Regions from separate parts of the Mus musculus genome. Here region 1 is linked to region 2. A link is a contact called in public capture Hi-C data. All regions are on one chromosome and are shown on one strand. The core of a region is the stretch at or near the end of the contact, and the rest is flanking DNA. Distances in the headings are between cores, read along the strand shown. Region 1 has its middle 5.6 kb from the start of Serpinb8. Region 2 has its middle 27 kb from the start of Serpinb11.

Evidence for each region. Capture Hi-C pulls out chosen DNA fragments and counts their contacts.
Region 1: a capture Hi-C map of bone marrow-derived macrophages shows a contact between it and region 2, with 4 times the contacts expected there. The contact joins two enhancer-like sites. A contact is called at or near these places in 2 of 484 Hi-C or Micro-C datasets (the HPC-7 cell line and bone marrow-derived dendritic cells) and 1 of 9 other capture datasets (bone marrow-derived macrophages).

The regions. Positions count from the first base shown.
Region 1 is chr1:107,582,965-107,585,868 of GRCm38.p6, reverse strand. No RefSeq gene overlaps it. Among named protein-coding and RNA genes, the nearest start is that of Serpinb8, 5.6 kb to the left of the region's middle. Within about 2 kb of position 1,583, at least 60 of the 459 cell types and tissues checked have an H3K27ac peak or open chromatin away from gene starts, as enhancers often do. A contact at or near this core is called in the HPC-7 cell line and bone marrow-derived macrophages, where this site is marked.
Region 2 is chr1:107,388,295-107,390,994 of GRCm38.p6, reverse strand. No RefSeq gene overlaps it. Among named protein-coding and RNA genes, the nearest start is that of Serpinb11, 27 kb to the right of the region's middle. Within about 2 kb of position 1,319, at least 47 of the 459 cell types and tissues checked have an H3K27ac peak or open chromatin away from gene starts, as enhancers often do. A contact at or near this core is called in the HPC-7 cell line and bone marrow-derived macrophages, where this site is marked.

The DNA.
Region 1 (2,904 bases), core at 334-2,833, 190 kb before region 2:
GAGCTTCCAGGGACTAAACCACTAACCAAAGAGTACACATGGAGGGATCTGTGGCCCAAGCTGCATATTTATCAGAGGCATATTTGTCAGGCATCAATGGGAGGAGAGGGCCTTGGTCCTGTGAAGGTTTGAAGCCTCAGTGAAGGGGAATTCAAGGGCAGGGAGGTGGGAGTGGGTGGGTAAGTGGGTAACACCCTCATATAAACAGGGGAAGGAGGGTGGAATAGTGGGTTTCAGAGAGAAACAGGAAAGGGGATAACATTTGAAATGTAAATAAAGAAAATATCCAATAAAAAATAAAAAGTTTTTAATATAGCTATCTGCATTTTTCAGTTACTGTTTTATGAGCCCTAGCCTGTCAAACTAAATTAACAACATATTTCTATTGGATCCATTGATAAAAATAAATTTAAAAATAAAAATCATACTATCTTATGCATTTTACCATTTTTGTGGCTACTATCTATTGACCTTAACTCTATATTTCTTTGCTGGAAAGTAATTGAAGGCTGAGAAATATTAAGATAGAATACATAAAAGAATGCTATTAATATCTCAAATATAAAATAATTATTAAAAATTAACAAGAAAACTGTGTAAAACCTTGAAAAACATGTAGCTGGTATTTGTGTATTAAACAGATTCACAACAACATAAGATAAACACCAGAAAAGCTGTTCAGTCCCATTAATAATTAATATTCAGAAGGGAAAACAGTAGCTAGTGCTGAGGATAGTAGATGGAAATAAATAATTCATGTATACCCCTGGGTATTGCATGGTGAAAAGCAATTACCGTGTTTATTAAAATTTCAAAGTTTCCTTTCCCGCTCCCTCCCTCCTAAAATCCACCTTAAAACTGGCTGACATACTGAGAATAAGGGACTGCACAATGTTCATCATAGCAGTCAGGAATCATTGCGGGAAGAGGAAGTGGAAAGATAAAAATCTAGAGGCAGTAAATAACTTCAAGGAAACCATGTTTTCCAGAAAAAAACAGGGTGGTAGAGCTTATGAATTCACAATGATTGTGACAGCATGCACAAGACTTGCACATGCACAAACCAAACAAAATTGTAGGTTGAAAGGAGGAGACACAAATGAAATCCCATGCCTAGTTGAGGAACTATTGGCATTTGAAAGCTGTTATGTGATGAAGGGTTAGTGATATTTAAACAGGTTGACCCAACTCCAGAGAATCCCCACTCCAATAGTAGTCTTGCAACAGAAACTGCATTTGGTTTGGAGCAATAAATAGAAGAAAATTCAAACCTGAGTGTATAGGGAGCCAAAAGTGGAAGGGATGGATGAGGAGTTGGGAGAGAGGAATGAGGATAGTCAAAACACATTGTGGAAACTCTTAAAGAATTGAGAAAAAAATGGGAAGAAGCTAGAAGTAAAACAACAACAATAACACAAACAAAAATGCAGTGTTAGGGCAATGCAGTAATAAAATCAGTCAAAGGAAAAGGAAATAGTTTCAATGCTTGGAAACCCATTACAATATTTATACATGTGAAGAAGTATGCAAGTGTCTGTCACATTATTGAAAATGATGACTAAGAACACTGATTCTGATCACTTCCTCTTTTTGACTCATTCATATGCAACTGTTCTAGCTCTATGTTCTTCCAGAAGTAGCCATCTAAGCATCACAAAGCTTTGGACAATATTTGCTACAAGTCCCATTTGGCAGAGGAAAAACTGAACTGGGAGTTTGGTGAGGTCTTTAAATGCCTACCTGAATGGCAGCCCATCTGTGGGAACTGACAGCTCGTGGTCATCACCTCCTACTCCCCACCACATCACTCTCAATGACTCTCCAGTGAAAAACATGACTTGCAGAGAGGAAGTTACCAGATGTTTCTCCAAAGAAACTGTTAGCAATTCTAAACAAGTACTGACTTCCCCTTTTGCTCATGCCAGGGGTAAGCAAATGGAAATCTTCATGAACTTTATGACCCTGTTAGATTAAAAAATCAGAGAAGAACCCTTTGTGGTATGTTATCTTTTAATACCAACACATATAATGTTGACACCGTCAAATTTTTGGAAGAACCACATCCAAATTTTAGCAGCCACCCCAACTCCCATTTTAGAATTCTCCCAAAGGTTTGCTCCAATTGCTTCCCAAGGGAAACCAAAATTCTGTAAGAATTAGTACAAATGGGAATGACTTTCTCAACCCCAGACTAAATAACTCAAGTTATTAATGCATGTTGGTGGTGGGAGTTTACCTGCAGATGTGGCTTTCAACTGTAGCTGTCAACTCTTCTTATACATAGTGTTTGGTAAATTGAAACAATCTAAAGTCATAGCTCAATTAGATTGGCCTTCAGACAAACTTGTGGGACATTTTATTGACTAATGATTGATGGTGGGGCGTCAGGCCAATTATATGTTTGATTCCACCCCTAGGTGGTGGGCCTGGTTTGTATAAGAATTCAGTCTGAGAAAACCATGAGGAACAAGTCAGTAAGCAACATGCTTACTCCATAGTTCCTCTGTACCTTCTGGTTCCTACCTCAGTGTTTTAGTCCTGCTCCTGTCCTGACATTCATCAGCAATGGAATTTGACTTGAGAGTTTTAAGCTAAAATAAACTCTTTCCTTCTTGGCCATTGTGTTTTTATCACAGCAATAGAAACCCTAAATAAGACACAAGATATTCCTATTATCTCTATTATCTATATATTCTCTCTCCTGCACTGGGGAACTCACTTTGAGACCAGCTGTGAGCTATAGAAAGCAGAAGTGACACTTGCATAGACATAGTTCTTACAAAAATGAAGAGTTTCCACTTTCAATGACTCATAATTCAACAACCAAAATATAGGAAGTCTAAACTACCATAGGAAATGCCACATAAAAGGATTCTAGTGGAATCAAAAGGTCCTTTGTTCCTT
Region 2 (2,700 bases), core at 70-2,569:
TTTATTGATTGATTCAGTCATTCTTTTATGTATGAGTGCTCTGTCTTCATGTACACATGCATGCCAGAAGAGGGCAACAGATCCCTTTTATAGATGGTAATAAGTCACCATATGTTTGCTCAACCACTGAGCCACCTCACCAGCCCCTGAAAATATAAATTTTAAAATAAGTTTTCTTGACTTGTGAATATTACAAAAATTTCCTAAGTGCTGAGAATCAATGACCATTGATTATACAGTTATCAAGTTTGTTGTTTCACTGGATCAATAGAGACACATTGTAGACCTGCCTTCTTCCTTCACTTATTTTGTCAGCCTCTATTCACAGACAGTAATGTATATAATTGTCCTCTGAGAGGCTCCACTCAGACGACAATGGAAATAGATGTAGAGACCCACAGCCAAACACAGGGGAAGGATTGAGGAACCCAAAGAGGCTAGGGACTCACAAAAAACACCAACAGAGTTAACTATCCTGTCCCCTTGTGGGTTCCTAGAAACTGAACCACAAACGACAGAGCATACAAGGGCTGGACCTAGTCCCCCCATGCCCCACACATATGTAGTAGATATGCAACTTGGTCCTCATGCAGGTCCCCCAACAACTGGAATGGGGTCTTACCCTGACTCTGTTGCCTGACTCTGGATTCTGTTCCCCTAACTGGGATACTTTGTCTGGCCTCAGTGTTATATGACTTCTAAGTCAAGACCACTAAAAGCATTGAATTTTTTTTGGGGGGGGGGGTTCAGGTGAGGCTGTGTTTCTAGGTAAAATCCCAGGGACTGACTAACATGGTGTGAGGAATTCCAAAAGAGCAAATGAGGGGATCCCAGATGGAGAAGGCCCAAGTCAGCGTGCACAGAACAGCCTGATTGCTTCATCCTCACTCTCTAGTACTGTCTGGCTGCACTTGCCTGTTAGTGCCCCAAACCAGAACCACCCACCTAAGCTCTTCACAAACAAAGCATTCAAAGCTCTAAAGGCATGACATTAGGCTGCTGAATTAGAGAACACTGTGACATGAAGCCATAATAACTGAGACCAGAACTGAGAGCTAAGATTATACCTTCCTCTTATGTGGCCTGGGGGAAATTGCTTAATCTTTCTGAGTTTCCGTTTTTTAAACTTGAGATTGTGTTTGAAATATCATCTATTTCCTTGGGTTGCCTTGAGAAGAGAATACTGTTAAATACTATTAAGTACCAGATACAGAGAGTAAGACCTCAATAAATGTTGTTAATTATTATGTAACAGAGTATAGTCCTCAGGGTATTTTAATGTGTTATTTGTTGTTTATTTATATTTAAGTAATCATGCCTTTCTTGCTTCTTTTAGTGTCTGGATTAATAAAGAGCTTAAACAATTGTAAACCACTTCCTATGGTGACCTATTGGTACAATTTTCTCACTTATCTTTTTGCCGTGTTGACTGGGCTCCTGTCTCTGCAGGTACCCATATGCAAGGCCAGGCCAGTTGTCATTGTTTGAGGACTGCTGGCCCTGGAGCTAACAGAACAACTGTTGTTCTCTTGGGCTTCATCCATGATGTTGCCAGTCCTGTATGCCCCAAACTGTCCACATGGTGAGAAGATAAAGATGGTCACCATCTCCCACCTGGCTTGAGATTGCTCAATGACTTTTGCTGTGCATAACAGACCTTCTCAGAAACCATTTATGCTTTCTGTATCCTGCTCTGATTTCAGACCAAGCCCTACTAGATCCACTCCCACCGCTATTTCATTTCATAGTAAGATACATATACAACAATGTCTAATGATGTTTCTTACATCACAGAGCTTGCCTAAGGACCCAGTACAGATATTAATAGTATCTACTGTGAGTATATGCTATAAAGAAGACAATTTGGGCATTCACTCAGGATAAGCTGACACCCTGGCTGGTGAACCTGAACTCAACACCCACATCTAAGGATCTGAAGAGGGAACTGAAGATTTTGCTATGGAAGTTGGAAAATGGGAATATCTGCATGTTCCTGGTTACCTCATATCTAACCCCAGTCTGACCACTCTCTCATTCACTGGGTAAGGGCTAGATTCAACAGATGCCATAGGATTCAGAGAGAGAAAGTTCAGGGTACCACTAGCAGAAACTAAACGGGTACCTTCCTGGCAACTGGGTGCTTGCTTGGATGTCTAAGTCTTAGTAAGATAAAAAGTCAGGAAAGTTCATATATCCTTTGTACCACTTTTTTAGTGAGCAAAGCAGTCTTAGTTGAAATGATGGAACGTGATGCTACCAACAGCTATCATGGCCACCATATGAAAGTGAAAAGTTAATCCCAGAGAGTTTGAAAGTGTGAGAGGAGGAGGCAGAGGCAGTAGTCGATTTCAGATGGATCACCAAGTATCTCTGAGAGTCTGTCTAGAAACAAACTATTAGTTTTGTGTGGCCTAGAAAACATATGTCATAGATAGTCACAAGAAGATCCTATCAAAATAGTATTAACAGATTTATCAGTAGTTTGAATCTGGAACCTAGAATTCTTGTCAAATCCTGTTTTAATAAACGTTACCTCAGCATACTTACTACTCCCTAACAAACCTATGTTTAAACATTTATGGTCAAAGATACCTGAGGAATAGAATGAGAGACTCTTTGTGTGGTCAGTCACAGATGTTGAAGATTTATGAAATTACTAGTCAAGTCTACCATTAAACTAAGCTCTAAATGCCATATGTC